3 separate regions of the Mus musculus genome follow, and regions 2 and 3 are each linked to region 1. The links are chromatin contacts, called in public Micro-C and promoter capture Hi-C maps. All regions are on one chromosome and are shown on one strand. The core of a region is the stretch at or near the end of the contact, and the rest is flanking DNA. Distances in the headings are between cores, read along the strand shown.

Region 1 (4,566 bases), core at 1,163-3,662:
GGGTCTGAGTATGTCGCTCTGGCTGGCCTGAAAATATCGATGGAGACCAGGCTGGCCTTGAACATCAGATTCTCCTGACTCTGCCTCTCAAGTGCTGGGATTAAAGGTGTGTGCCACCACTGCCTGGTCCTGATATTGCACTATTGATATTTTACACCAGCAAATTTTTGAGGGTTCCACAAGTGTCCTGCGCATTGCAGGTTGTTTGTCTCCAACCCTGGCTTCTACCCACCAAATCCGATTGACCTCATGCACTCTCCGAGGCTGTAGCATCGAAGTGTCCCTACACATTGTTAAATGTGCCCACGAGCTTCTGACCCAGCACCTGACTGAGAACCATCACCTAGAAGCTAAAGTTAAAAGAACACTGGTAAGTGTATTTCTTAAGAGACGTTAATGTCTAGTGGAAGGGAGCACACATCAGGCTGAGCGACTGATTCCAGGACTCGTTTAAGGCATTCTTTGTTGTAAGGATAAAGGCATTTCCCCCTCTGCTGTACACTATCATTTTAATACACTGCTATGCGAAGATTTTGTATTCCTATGGACTTTTATCCAGTTTATTTCAAAAATTCAATGTGCCATTAATGTCATGATTTTAGTTTTTGATGCTCTTATTATAACAAATTCCTCCAGTAGGAATCACACTCTTGAAGTGGGTTTGGTATTTTGTGCAATGTTTAACTTTAGTCATAAGCACCTGCAATGGTAAATTCTTATTGTATCACACTGAATGTGAGAACCAGTTTAAAGGCTTATTTATTCAATAGTTCTGGTTACTGGGACATTATAACTTTCACTTAATTTACACGAATAAAAAGTTATGTTTGGGGCTGGTGAGATGGCTCAGTGGGTAAGAGCACCCGACTGCTCTTCTGAAGGTCTGAAGTTCAAATCCCAGCAACCATATGGTGGCTCACAACCACCCGTAATGAGATCTGATGCCCTCTTCTGGTGTATCTGAAGACAACTACAGTGTACTTACATATAATAAATAAATAAATCTTAAAAAAAAAAGTTATGTTTGCTATGGTCTATTTAATAACAAAGTTGGCAATTAACCTGAGCTGTCCATTTACTTTTATTTATTTTTTTCCCCCTCTGTGTTCAGGTCAGCTTGTACATATAAACACACTTGCTGCTCATGGATGATTTAAAACATTTTCTACCACTGCAAATACTAGGAAAGAAATTTATTCCAGTTTCTGAACATGCTGTACACATTTAATTATACGTAGGAGCAAATGTGTGTTCAGAAAGACATCATAGCATATTTCCCAAGGAAGGCATAGTGACTTTAGAACTGTGAACAGCTAAAGTGAGAAAATGGAGATTTCAGTTAACTTCTGGATGCTTAATACCCTTCTTTCTCTAATAAGTTGCTTTTAAGTCTCAGGAGCAGCTGCCAATTTTGCAGTCTCTCCGAAGTCTGGCTCAGTGACGGTGACAGTAAAGGTGAAGCAGCCACCGCGACGGGTTGCAGACCGAATATAAGTTATTTTTTTATTATTAGATGTTTTCTTTATTTACACTGCAAATTTTATCGACTATAAGTTCTTAAATAGCCTGTAAGTCTGCAGAATCACTGGGAAATAACTTGCCCCCGACTCTCCTCCTCCGCGCCACCGTCCCAGGAGGAGAAGGACCCAGATTCTGGAGTAAACTTTTTAGGAGCACCAACAGGCCCGCCCCGACCCAGAAACCTCTTCTCTGATTGGGCTGTGTGACTCCTGATTGCCCAATCACGATAGGAGCGTTCCGGCGCAGCTCGGTGGCGTCGCTGCGCGTGCCCAGTCGGGGACACGCCGTGCACCCCGGTCCTCCCGCGTGCGGCAAAGGGCACGGCGTAGGGCGGTGCTAGCCCGGTTAGGTGCCGGTGCCAAGGTCGCTGGGCCACGCTGGGTTAGGGCTACGCCCAGCAGGAGGGTGACAAGAAAAAAAAGTCTTGTCCCTGTTGCCCAGTTTCAAAGCCAACTCCCTTAAGTGCAGGGTTAGGGTGTCGCGCTCACCCAACTGCCTGCGGGGACCCAGAGTGGGGTGCGAGCCGCAGTCTCTGAGCCTCGGCCGACCGCAAGGCCGGGCGAATGGAGCGGGCCCTGGTGACAACAGCCAGCTCGGGTGCAGAATGGGCTGGGCTGCACCGCCCCAAACGTGGCCGTGGTAGCATCATCCCCGATGCGCCGCCGCCCGGGCCGCGGGGGTCCGTGTCCCGCCCCGTGAGGCAGCCTAGTCCCTGGGATGCGCGGCTCCCGCATGTGTGTGCAACTTAGAAAGTGACCAAGCAGCCCGGTCCCCGGCAGCAGGAGCGGCGCCAACCAGCCTAGCCTAGCGCCGTCCCCCGCGGCGCCGTGTCCGATCCCCGGCCCAGGCCGCGTTTGGCGGCTCGCCGCTCCCAGCCCGGGCCGGCCCCTGCGGCCGCTCACAAAACGCGGCGAGCGGAACCCGCACGCGGAAGCGCCCGTCTCACTGAGCATGCCCAGTGGCACAGTCGAACAGAGGAGTTTTTTTTTCTTTTTCTTTTCTTTCTTCTTTTTTTCCCCCTCTTTCTTCTTTTTCTTTTTTCTGGGTCTCCAGTAGGAGGCCCGTCCCCCACCCTCAGTTCAGACCCCCGCCGTCCCCGAGCCTGAACAGCTAACCATGGCCGAGGTGTCCGGCGCCGCGTTGTCCCAGGCGGGTTGGTAAGTGCCGCGTCGCGCCGGCCGCCCGGCCCCGGGCTCGGGTCCGGCCCCGGGGAAGGTCGGGAGAGGGGCGCCGGGGATGCGGCGAGGAAGGCGGCCACGGCCACCCGCCCCCGTCCTCTCGGGGGCCCTCGGGGCCGGCTCCGCCCCCGGCGCCACGCGGAGCTGGGCGAGCGTCCCCGCTCCCCTAGGGGCGGCGGCCTGCGACCGGGAGCGGCGCGCCGGCGGCAGCGGCGGCGGCGGCCCGCGGGGAGAGAGCGAGGCCTCGGGGCCGGGGAGCGGGCGGCGGCCAGGCCCCGAGCCGCGCCGCTCAGGAGCACCCGCGGGGCCGAGCACGGCGCGCCGCCGCCCCTGGAGGGTGTCGCTGCGGCGGACGCGGGAGGCGGCGGCCTGCGGGAAGTTGGCGGGAGCACGGAGCCCAGCCCCGCGCGGCGGCCGGAGCCGGCCCGCTGCCCTCGTTTCAAACTACCGCGCTGACCGGAGCGCCGCTGCCCTTGCTGCACGCTCAACTCGCGAAGCAGAGAATGACCGTCCCGGCTACTCGTGCCGGGGCTGCCCCGTGGAACTTTTCTGGAAAGGATGGTGTTGGTCTGATCTTTTTTTAAAAAATACTTTTCCAGCCGTGACTTTTGGGGATCTGAAAGCAATGACAAATTACTTGACATTAAGCAGTTTCTGGAATTGCAGCCACACCAGTTGTAAACATCCAGTTTAATTCAGCGTCGCTTTCCCCAGCCTGGCGTAGGTACCTTCTGGGCTGATGGGTAGGGGTGAGGATGAAATACAGATTACTCGTCCCAGCTTTCTGAAACTACACTTTAGTGAGAAGGGAGATCAAGAAAACTATCGCAGTGTTAGCAAAGCGTGAAGGACAGACCGAGCACTTGATGACTGAAGGAGAGAAGTGGGTTCTGGCAGATGGTGAAGAAAGACTTTGCAGATGTAGAGTTAGGAATGTGTTCATTTTGGAGAAAGGACACTAGATCCTAGAGGTAACTGGAAGTAGGGAGGTATTTGAGGATTAAAGCCAAGAAGGAGGAAGCCAGTGCTTAAAGGGTTGGAATTTTACTTTGATCTTAAAGTTTTGACCAATAGGGCAGAGACAAAGCAACCCTGCTGTGAATGCTTTGCTAATTGACTTGACAGGCCTTTTTTTTTTCCTGCCCTACTCACAGGTGTAAAGATGAAGGCAAAGAATTAAGTAACTTTCTCCCATGACCTGGCTAGAAAGTGGTTGAAATAAATGTTGATGTAACTAGGCTGGTTCAGTCCTGTGTACTTAGTATTTGTTTATAAAGTACAGACCTCCTCACCCCCCGCCCCCCCCCCCATTTACTGCAAATTGTAAGTTAAAAATTTCACTTTATTCAGTTTTATTTTCCTCTTTCAATGGGATGCCTCCTTTCATTTTCTTGATTTTTTTTTTTTAACAAGGCTGTCCAGAATAAGCTTAAGTCTGTCTTCATTTTAGTTTATGTAGCCCAGGCTGGCCTCGAACTCATGATGGGATTGCAGGTTTGGATCACACCAGACTTAGCATCTATTTGAGTTCTACATTACACTGAGTCTTACTCTTATAAACTAGTGATACCCCTTTATTTACACATATGGCCTTTTGCGTAAATTCTGAAACATGGCTGCATCCTATAAGAAGGTTTGTTAGTTTATTAGGATCCCAGAAGATTCTAAATTTGTTTTATCCGGACTTTTATAACTAACTCCTTAAGGGCAGAGAAGTCTATATTATTTTTCTGTGGTATCTTAGATACTTAGAAATATATTGCATCATAGGGTCTTATTCATTTGGAAGAGTTGACCTTGGAATGGCCCGGTCAGTCACAAATGCCCAGGCAGAGTCCGGTTCCTCCTTTAGTAAGATTGTTACAAA
Region 2 (4,566 bases), core at 1,506-4,005, 7.9 Mb before region 1:
CACACAGAAACAATGAAAGGATGGACCTGAGCAAAGGGGGAGGTGACTTCTGAAGAGTAACATAATTAGATGGCTGGGGACAGGGATGGCTGACTGAGCACTGGGGCCTACATAAATATCCAGAAGTTCTCACAAATTATAGATGTCTGGTGGAAAGAAATAAGAAGTACCCTAAAAGTCCTGTCAATCAAACCCTGTATGATGTATTAATGGAGCTATTCTAATATACTCCTCAGAGTACCTCTTTAAAGCTAGAGTTTGTAAGGCAAACAGTTGTCTCTATTGTTCCTATACCGAGTTACTTACAGCTGATTATACCACACAAAGAATACTGTATTAAAGCACCATTCAAAATTAAATAGTTTTCACTAATAAATTACTAGATATGTAGGGAGATGCACACAGACCTCTAGAAAGATAATTTATTTTCATAACTCATTAAAGTTATTTTATTGCATAGGTACCTCCTGGGATATTTTTTTCAATTTATGTGGTTTTAAAATCTCATGGCAGTTTTGGTAGGGATTAGCCTAAGCCAAATAAAATATGCACAATCTTTAGCACCTACTAGCAAAGCCAAAGGGAAGAGCAAAACTCCTCTCAAAGCCTAAGATGATTTAGTAGTGTGTAATGGCAGACTGTAGCACAAAATATGGCATCATTCCGTGGTGTACAATAGTTCTGCCAAGTAATACGTTATGTATATGCAAGACACTATAGGGTTTGCTTTTTCAAGACAGGATCTCTCTGCGTAGATCTGGCTGTCCTTGAACTCACTCTGTAGAACAAGCGGCCCTTGAGCTCGGAGATCTGCTTAATAGCCTCTGGATACTGGGATTAAAGATGGGAACCACCTCTGCCCTTGCTGACCCTGTAGTTTTTCAAAACGTATTTTCTGGGTCTACGCCCCTGTGAGTGTGTAAGGACATGAGCATAGCCGCTAATGGAGGTCAGAAGAGGCTGTCGGACACCCTGAAACTGGAGTTACAGGTAGTGTCGAACTGCCATGTGGGTACTGGGAACTGAACCTCAACCCTCTGCAAGAGCAGGAGTTGTTACTGACTGTGAAGCCATCTCTCCAGTCCCCATAGCCCACAGCTTTTGATACAGTAGCTTGTCTGATTGTAGAATGTCTAAGAGGGAAGAAAGCCAGCTGACGTCTTACTTTATGCTTTAAAAGTTGGATCTAAGTGGTGGTGCACACCTTTAATCCCAGCACTCCGCGAGGTCAGCCTGGTCTACAATAGCCTGAGTTTCAGGACAGCCAGGGCTATACAGAGAAACCCTGTCTTGAAAAACAAAAAAACAAACAAACAAACAAAAAGTTGGATCTAGGAGTCTAGCCATGGTACACACCTTTTTTGCCAGCACTTGGGAAGCAAAGCCAAGTAGATCTCTGTGGGCTGCGGGCTAGCCTGGTCTACAGAGTGAGTTGCTGTCTGGAAACCCTGTCTTGAAAAATCACCGCCCCCAACCCCCTTGCAAAAATAGTGGGCTCAAGGCTTTCAGCATAAGGTATATTACAGCTGCTCCCTTTGTATCTCACCAGGGAATAATGCTGTTCTCCTTCCTGTGGAGAACAGGAAAAACTACAATATTCCTTTTTAAGGGGCAGGTATTCCATAAACAAGATTATCCCACTCACTGTCCATTTCCTCAAAGTCCCCAGAAATAATTTGGCCTTAAAATCAAAGTCAGATTGATGAAAAGGAGAAGGCTATAGCTTTCATAAGAGGAATCAAACAAAAGAAACCTTTTTAGGTTTTGAAGAATAAAGAGCACTATACACGAAAGTGGCTTATACACACTAAAGTCAAAAAAACAACACATCACGTGAATATTTTAATAAAAATTTCATACAGGCCTATTGTCTGCTATCCAGCACTTGCAGTAATCACAGAATTTCTTTGGTTGTGACTTCCAGTAGTCGGCCCTGAAAAGATAAAAACAACTCTAAGCTTATCCAAAAATTGAAAGGAATTTTTACAGTTGTTAAAAAATGGGATATAAGGCTGTTTTCGGACTTCTGTCTTAGCAAAGCAGTTGTATTATTTATGTAAAGCTAAAGTCCGTGGAAAACTGCTCTCCGGTGAAGGTAAATCACACTGCACCGAGATGAAGAAGTCTCAAAGTATTTCTCTTTCCCGTGCCCTTCTAGCTAATTCATTCGTTCTGGGGACGCGAGGCTGGGAAAAGCCCCTGGACGTCTGAGGCCGCAGCGCCACCCCGGCCCCGGGCCCGGGCCCCGGCGGGCGGGCGGGGGCGGCACCCGAGTCCCCGGCTCCTGCCTAGAGGGCGGCCGCGTCTCCGAGAGAACCGGCCCCGCAGGTCGGGCGGCCCCGGGCGAGCGGAGGGGCGGGAGGAGGCCACTCGCGGGCGCCTGGCGGCGCAAGCCCGACCCGACCCGACCCGACTCACATGACGGCGGCAGCTCCGCGGGCAGCCCGCGATCCCGCTCACTGATGTCCGCCGGTGGCTCAAGCCAGGACCTCTCGGTCTCGGCGTCCCCCCCGGGTACGGCGTTTCCACGGGTGGACTACGGCGGCCGCGACGGCCCAACCCGCGCGCGCGGTTGTCACCGCCTCTTCCCCTCCCCCACGGGGCGGTACTCGCGGCGCCTGAGAGGTGGGGTCGGTATAAAGGGGTTGAGGTCACCCAGAAGGGACGAAAGCGCGACGGGACCGGAGCCGCGGGCCCCGAGCGTCCGACCCAGGCTCCATCCCGCGGTCCTCACGCCTCCCGGGATCCAGAACCTCCACTCCCGAGCTGGCTCGCAGCCGAGAGGCTCGATCGCCTCCCCCCAGCCCCGGCCGCACGCCGCCGTTCCCACAGCCGGCGCCGCCCTCGGCTTTGCCGGCTTGCCCGCCCGCTCTGTGACCGGGGAGCAGCCCGGGACCTGACGGCTGAGAAAGAAAGGCGCAGCCGCCCGTTCCGGGAGCGCACGGGGCGCCCGGCTTCGGCTCAGAACTTTCCAGGGGCGCGCACCGGCCCCGCTCCTCCCCCCCGCCACGCCCGCGCGCTCCGCCGGGCTCGTGCCCGCGCGTGGGGCAGCGGCCGCGGGGGCGGCTTCGGCGGCGCGAGTTGCAGCAGAGTGGCTGAGTGGTAGCGGCGCTGACGCTAGTCAGGTGGGTCACAGCAGTGCTTGTAGCAGCACTTCCCATATGGTCTAGCGGTTAGGATTCCTGGTTTTCACCCAGGCGGCCCGGGTTCGACTCCCGGTATGGGAACAGTGTCACTTTTTGCTCTAGTTGAGTTTACTTGCTTAGTGGCTCTGGCTGACTTCTGCAGCCGTGTTCGGGGTGAGTTTGGGAGCAGGCAGTGTAGTTGCTCCCGTGGATGGGAGCTTGGCTCTCGGAGGCCGGAGGAGCGCGGCGGCCGCTCTCGGGCCCGCTGCGAGAGGAGTTTCGCTTTCCCCGCGGCTGTACCCCGCCCTCAGCCCGTACTTTTCCAGGCGCTCGGGAGGTGATGATTAACTTGGGCCTCGCCTTATCTCCCCCCGCCCGGGTGCCCCCTCGGCCCACACCCTGCTCCGCCGCCCCCTTCCTACTCGGCGGGCCGGGGCGTGCCCGCTGCGCTCCAGTTACTGTCAACAGCGGCTGGAGACCACCCCGCTGCTCCCTATCGCCAGACCCCCGCCGATCCCTTGTCGCCGGCTGGGCTCTAGGACCCCCGCCGCGTGCACCCGAGCCCGGTCCACCGCTCCCCCCCCCCCCCAGCAACCCTCGCCTCAAGGCTTTTGCAGAATGTCTCTTATTTTCCTTCTAACTCCCCTTTCCTCTTCAAACACACGGCAAACTGCGGAGAAGAAAAATACCACTGGGATGAGATGTCTTGAAAGAACAGAGCCGGCTTTCCCGGAGGCTGTTTGGAGCGTCACTGATTTAAAAAAAAAAAAAAATCATGGGATGGAGGTGGAGCTTGGAAGACAGAAAATTAGCCCGGAGACTGGGGAGGGGATGTTACAACAAAGTTGCACTGTACTTTTAAATATAGAAGCCCTGTGTTTATTACAAAGAAGCGGCCCAGCTGTGTCAGCAGCCTGAGCGCCGTACACGAAACAAAAGCGTTATCATAAATGCAAGTTGAAATTAGAAAATTGGGGCAGCTGTAATGTTTAGTCTGTTGGGCCTTTGGGCACAAATAAGGAAAAACTGACTCCGGCGGATGAGTTTCTGGTCAAAACCATTACTGAGCAGAAGTTTTGGTTGTTTGTGTGTTCCCAACAATATTTTATAGCCTTAACTGGCACAGCTGAGTTTGAAAATAGCTGTTAATGTGATCTATGCGATTAGGGATTAATGAGCCTTTCCTCGTAAAAATTAAACCTAGAAAACTCCTTTAGCGAATATTTAAAACATTAACACAAGTCCTTATGCATGTCAGGTTCCCCACCCCCCACCTCCAGATGTTTTGAGGTGCCTGCTGAACAGCAGGCGCTTTAGGTAGGTGGGTAGTGGCTGGATAGAATCCCTTTGGCCTCCAGTCCTTAGCTATGGGATCGTGCGAAGGTCTTTGACCTGAGTGTAGTGGTGTCTTCTAGCTTTAGAGCCGTAAGCGTGTCACCAT
Region 3 (4,566 bases), core at 1,335-3,834, 7.6 Mb before region 1:
CGAGGCTCCGCCGCCCGCCGCCCCGGGCCGCTCTTCCCGGAGGGCCCCCCCTTTGCGCACCTCCTTCTTGCGGCGGTTGCAGGTGGTGGCGATGGCGATGATGGCTGCAAGCAGCAGCGTGCAGCTCCCGGCTAACACGATGATGACGATCAGCGGCGTGTCCCACTGCAGCGAAGGCCCCGACGGCGCGAGGCGAGAGCCGGGTGGCCGGGAGTGCTCTGGGCTCCCGGAGCTGGCAGGCACAGCTGACCCGCCCCCGGCTGTTACCACGAAACTGACGGTTGCAGTGGTGGTGAGAGGGGGACGGCCGCCGTCGGATATGACCAGCAGGGCCTTGAACACGCGGCCAGGAGGCTCCTGCGAGAGGTCTCCAGTAAGCATGATCTCCCCCGTGTGGCGGCCTATGGAGAAGGCCTCGCGTGGCTCCTGCTGCAGCAGATCAAAGGCCAGTTCCCCGTTGGCTCCTTCGTCAGCATCCCGGGCCTGGATGCGCGCCACAGCTGTGTCCTTGGTGGAACGTCCAGGGACCGCTACTTCTAGGGAGCCATTAGCCGGCGCCGGATGCACAAGGATCGGAGAATGATCATTCTGGTCCAGCACCCGCACTTGCACCAGAGCATTGCTGGAAAGCTGAGGGGAACCGCCGTCGCTGGCCTGGACACGCACGTCAAGCTGGCGCAGAGTCTCATAGTCAAAACTACGGAGAGCGTAGATGGCTCCGGTAGCCGGGTCTACTGAGACGTAAGTGGACACGGCTTCCCCAGAGCGGCCCACTTCGGCCTCTACCAGGCGGTAGGTGACTTGACCGTTGCGACCCACGTCAGGGTCGCGGGCTGCCACTGTGGCCAGGTAGGCGCCTGGAGGGTTGTTTTCGCGGACCGACACCTCATAGACTGGCTTGGTGAAGATCGGTGCGTTGTCGTTCTCGTCCCCCACTCGCACGGTGTAGGGCCTGACGGTGCGAAGAGGGGGTGTGCCACGGTCTTCGGCCACCAGCGTCAGGTTGTACTCCGCGATGCGCTCCCGGTCCAGAGATGCAGCGGTCACCACCAGGTAGCTGCCAGCATAGGCCGGCTGCAGCCTAAAGTGCTCGTGCCCGTAGAGGGCGCAGCGCACCTGCCCGTTGGCGCCCGAGTCCCTGTCCGAGGTGCTGACCAGCGCCACTAGACTCTCGCGCGCCGCCCCCTCTGGCACCAGCGAGGTGATACCGGCTTCCTGTGTCCCGGACCCAGTCGACGAGGCCGCGTCCGCTCCTCCGAGTGCGGCGGCAGCGGCGGCGGCGGCGAAGGGCGAGGTGGCTGGAGCCCCCGGGGCGGCCAGAGGAGTGATAGAAATTTCAGGAGCGTTGTCGTTGACGTCTCGGATGCGCACGATAACCTTGCAGGTGGCTGTCCGGGGCCCTGGACCTCGGTCTTGAGCCCGCACGTCCAGCTCGTAGGTGTCCTGGCGCTCGTAGTCCACCTGCCCAGCCAAGGTGAGGCGGCCAGAGCGCGGGTCGAGCCGGAAGAGGTGGCGGGCTTCGGGAGGGGTGCGGGCGCCGAAGGTGAACACAACGTCGCCGTTGGGACCTTCGTCGGGATCGGCAGCGTCCAGGTCGAGCAGCAGCGATCCCACAGGTGCGTCCTCGGCCAATTCCACCTCTGCCACGGCACCCTGTGGGAAGGCCGGGCTGTGGTCATTGGCATCTAGCACACGCACGCTGAGGGCTGCTGTGGCGGAACGCGGCGGTCGCCCGCCATCCTGAGCCACCAGCTCCAGGCTGTAGGAGGCCTGGCTCTCGCGGTCCAACTCCTGTAGCAGCACCAGGTCCGCACACTGGGCACCGTCCGCGCGCGTCTGCAGCTCCACGCGGAAGGGGCTGTGAGGCTCGGCTAGGCGTACACTCTGCAGCCCGTTGGCACCCACGTCCTCGTCCACGGGCACCTCCAGGGGGATGCGTGTGCCTACCGGAGCGCTCTCTGAGACCTCCACCGGGATCTGGGCTCGGGGAAAGCGGGGCGCGTGGTCGTTTACATCCCTCACCTCCACCTCCACGTGCACCAGGCGGAACTGTTCCTGCGAGAAGCTGACAACATCGAAGGCCAGCACGCACTGTGGGGACGGGCCACACAGACGCTCACGGTCCAGGCCCGCATCCCCGACGGTCAGCTGCCCGTCGCCCTCGCGTACCCGGAGCAGAGAGCTGTTGAATTGCTTCATCAGGCGGAAGCTTGTGTCTCCAGACACTTTCATGTGCAGGTCTTCTGCAAGGGTTCCGATGACTGTGCCAGGGGCATCCTCTTCGAACGTGCTGTATCGGACTGTCTTGCTCTGGGCCACTGAGAGCACCCAGCAGAGACTAAATAGCTGCAAGGGGAAAAGGCAAGGGCTGCCCCAGCGCTTCGCAGGACTCATATCGCCAATCCCCAACTGCTATTCCGAAAGGCTAACCTAAAGAGTCTTCCCCGGCGTGCAGATCGGAGCGTGAGTCCCAGGCTCTGCGAGCCCCGTGCGGGAAAAGCTGCAGCTCCGGCTCGGGCTGGCTCGGAGGACGCGCAGACCCACCCTCACTCGGCGCCTCCGCCTCCTTTCCCTGGGCTGGAGCTGCGCTGGCGAGCGCCGCCTCCGTCTTTATAGCTGCCGATATGCAAATCACTGGAAGGGGCCAGCCAATGGTCGCTTAGCCACAGCGCCGCTCCTCCGCCAACCACCGACAATCCCTTTAATGTGGAAAGGCTTAGAGGAGAAAACAGGGAAGGAAAATGAGGGAATCTTTCCTTTGTTTTAAAAACTCCTGCTCCCATTTTCTGTTAGCACCTTGCTTGCAATGAGTTAGCACTGGGCTCTGAAGTAAACGAAGCTGATGATTTTTGGAAATTGGGTGCCAGGCACCCGGTCTCTTCTGCCCGCCGCTGCGGGTACTAAGCCCGAACAAGCTGGGTTTCTCTTCAGAAGCTCCGGGTCTCACATCCTACCCCCCATCCGCCCCTTTATTTTGCATTTTAAAGGCTTCAAAACTTGCTCTGGGGAGCGAGGCTCTCTGTTCGCCTCCTCCCTCAGCTTCCCACCGGTGTGGGGAATAACCTGTCGATGAAGAAGAGTGAAGGGTAGAGCAAAACTGATTTTATTCACATTTGTGTACGCAATTGTGTTTTGCTCGTGTGAGCACCGGTGCCACTTGCCTTTCAGAAAAGAGCCCTGCGATACACGTTAGTATGCATGTCACTGTTCAAATGGCTTCCTTAAGCCCTAGGTGCTAGCAGGCAAGGAAAAATAAAGTTCCAAATAGGATTTAGCATAAGCTTGAGGAGATTTGGAAAGGTTTCAAAGATCAGACTGTATCAAAGGCTTATGAAGCCCTCGTTAGTAGTGGAAATAGAATGGCGTGGCAGGCGATCCCATTGGAGGCCCCGATGTCTGTATTATTTCACTATGACAAGCTAGAGGGGGAGAGAAAGTTGAACAGTTTCCACAGTAGAGTTGGGCTAACTTGAATATAATGAGCAAACGCCACATGTCTCCATTATGCCTCTCTATTCACCCTCAATCCGTGCCATAACTCTCAGGCTAAACGGTGATGGGCGCTGAATCCCACACAATACCGGGTTCCTACTAAAGTGCATTTAGAGATCGTTTTCCTCCTGATGCCTTGTTCCGCCTATTTAGAGGATTTGCTTTCTGTTCTAATAGGGCCTCTCTGGAAGCAACACTCGCCCTGTTCCAGAAGAACAAAATCACAGCGTGACGTTGAAACCTGGCAGGAACCTGGGGTAACTTAGCCATCTGCCTATGAAACCGTAGAACTTCAGCATTACCACTTTCCCTGGCTGGGGTCCTCGAGATGCCTCCGTAGGTATCCAGGTATCTCCACTCCCGGAGCTGAAGGACAGGTTGTGCCAACCTGGAACAAGACTGATTCTTATTGATTCTTACCGAAGGACTCTATTGAACAGGCGATGTAAATACACAGGAAGAAGGGAGAGTTACAAACACAAGTCACACACTTGGAGAAATAAAGACAATGAGTTTGCTAAGCATGTTGCATTGGGCCTCTATTCTTCGGAATCTGGACCATGTTCCTTCTGTAAGGGCCTTTTGCAGGTCTCTTCCCTTCAGACTCATTTGGACCGCTTTCAGAAGAGGAGCAGGGGTTTGCCCCGAGTAGGGAGAATACCTGAGAGGTAGGACTGGGTGGACAGTGCACTGGAGGGGATAGGGGATGTTTGGGATTGCAGGAAATGCATTCTGAGCCATTAAATAAAAATCTTTATGGGGTTGAGGAGGGGCAGTGGGTAGTTTGGGGGCTCCCTTCATCTTTTCCACCTTCCAGTGCTGGTATTTGCAGGCAGTGAGGCCAGATGTCTGAAGCCACTGAGACATTAGAAAGGCAACACTCCTACAGAACCTTAATTTCTATTCTCCCTGTCTCTCTGTCTTTCTCTCTCTCCGTCTCTCTCTCTGTCTCTGTCTCTCTCTGTCTCTCTCTCTCTCTCTCTCTCTCTCTGTCTAGTGCCATTTTAGGTTTTGGCTCTCACCCTGGGTGGAGAGATAAATATTGTATGAATGCTCAGTCTTTTTTCGAACCCC

The links. Promoter capture Hi-C pulls out the DNA fragments that hold promoters and counts their contacts. Hi-C and Micro-C count contacts between places; a contact is called where the count stands out from the background.
Region 2: a promoter capture Hi-C map of cranial neural crest shows a contact between it and region 1. The contact joins the promoter of Wbp4 here to the promoter of Tdrd3 in region 1.
Region 3: a Micro-C map of embryonic stem cells shows a contact between it and region 1, with 9 times the contacts expected there. The contact joins the promoter of Pcdh8 here to the promoter of Tdrd3 in region 1. A contact is called at or near these places in 1 of 39 promoter capture datasets (cranial neural crest) and 1 of 484 Hi-C or Micro-C datasets (embryonic stem cells).

Annotation. Positions count from the first base shown.
Region 1 is chr14:87,414,171-87,418,736 of GRCm38.p6, forward strand. It overlaps Tdrd3 (tudor domain containing 3), which reads left to right and starts at 2,413. Exons shown (of 14, transcript NM_172605.3): 1 at 2,413-2,678. The coding sequence starts at 2,638.
Region 2 is chr14:79,478,513-79,483,078 of GRCm38.p6, forward strand. It overlaps Wbp4 (WW domain binding protein 4), which reads right to left and starts at 2,756. Exons shown (of 10, transcript NM_018765.3): 1 at 2,419-2,756; 2 at 1,861-1,933. The coding sequence starts at 2,420. It overlaps Elf1 (E74-like factor 1), which reads left to right and starts at 2,682. Exons shown (of 9, transcript NM_007920.4): 1 at 2,682-3,125. n-TEttc4 (a tRNA gene) reads left to right here and starts at 3,156; the gene lies at 3,156-3,227.
Region 3 is chr14:79,768,728-79,773,293 of GRCm38.p6, forward strand. It overlaps Pcdh8 (protocadherin 8), which reads right to left and starts at 2,585. Exons shown (of 3, transcript NM_021543.4): 1 at 1-2,585. The coding sequence starts at 2,394. Gm9748 (predicted gene 9748) reads left to right here and starts at 1,181. Exons shown (of 2, transcript NR_154550.1): 1 at 1,181-1,474; 2 at 3,670-4,015.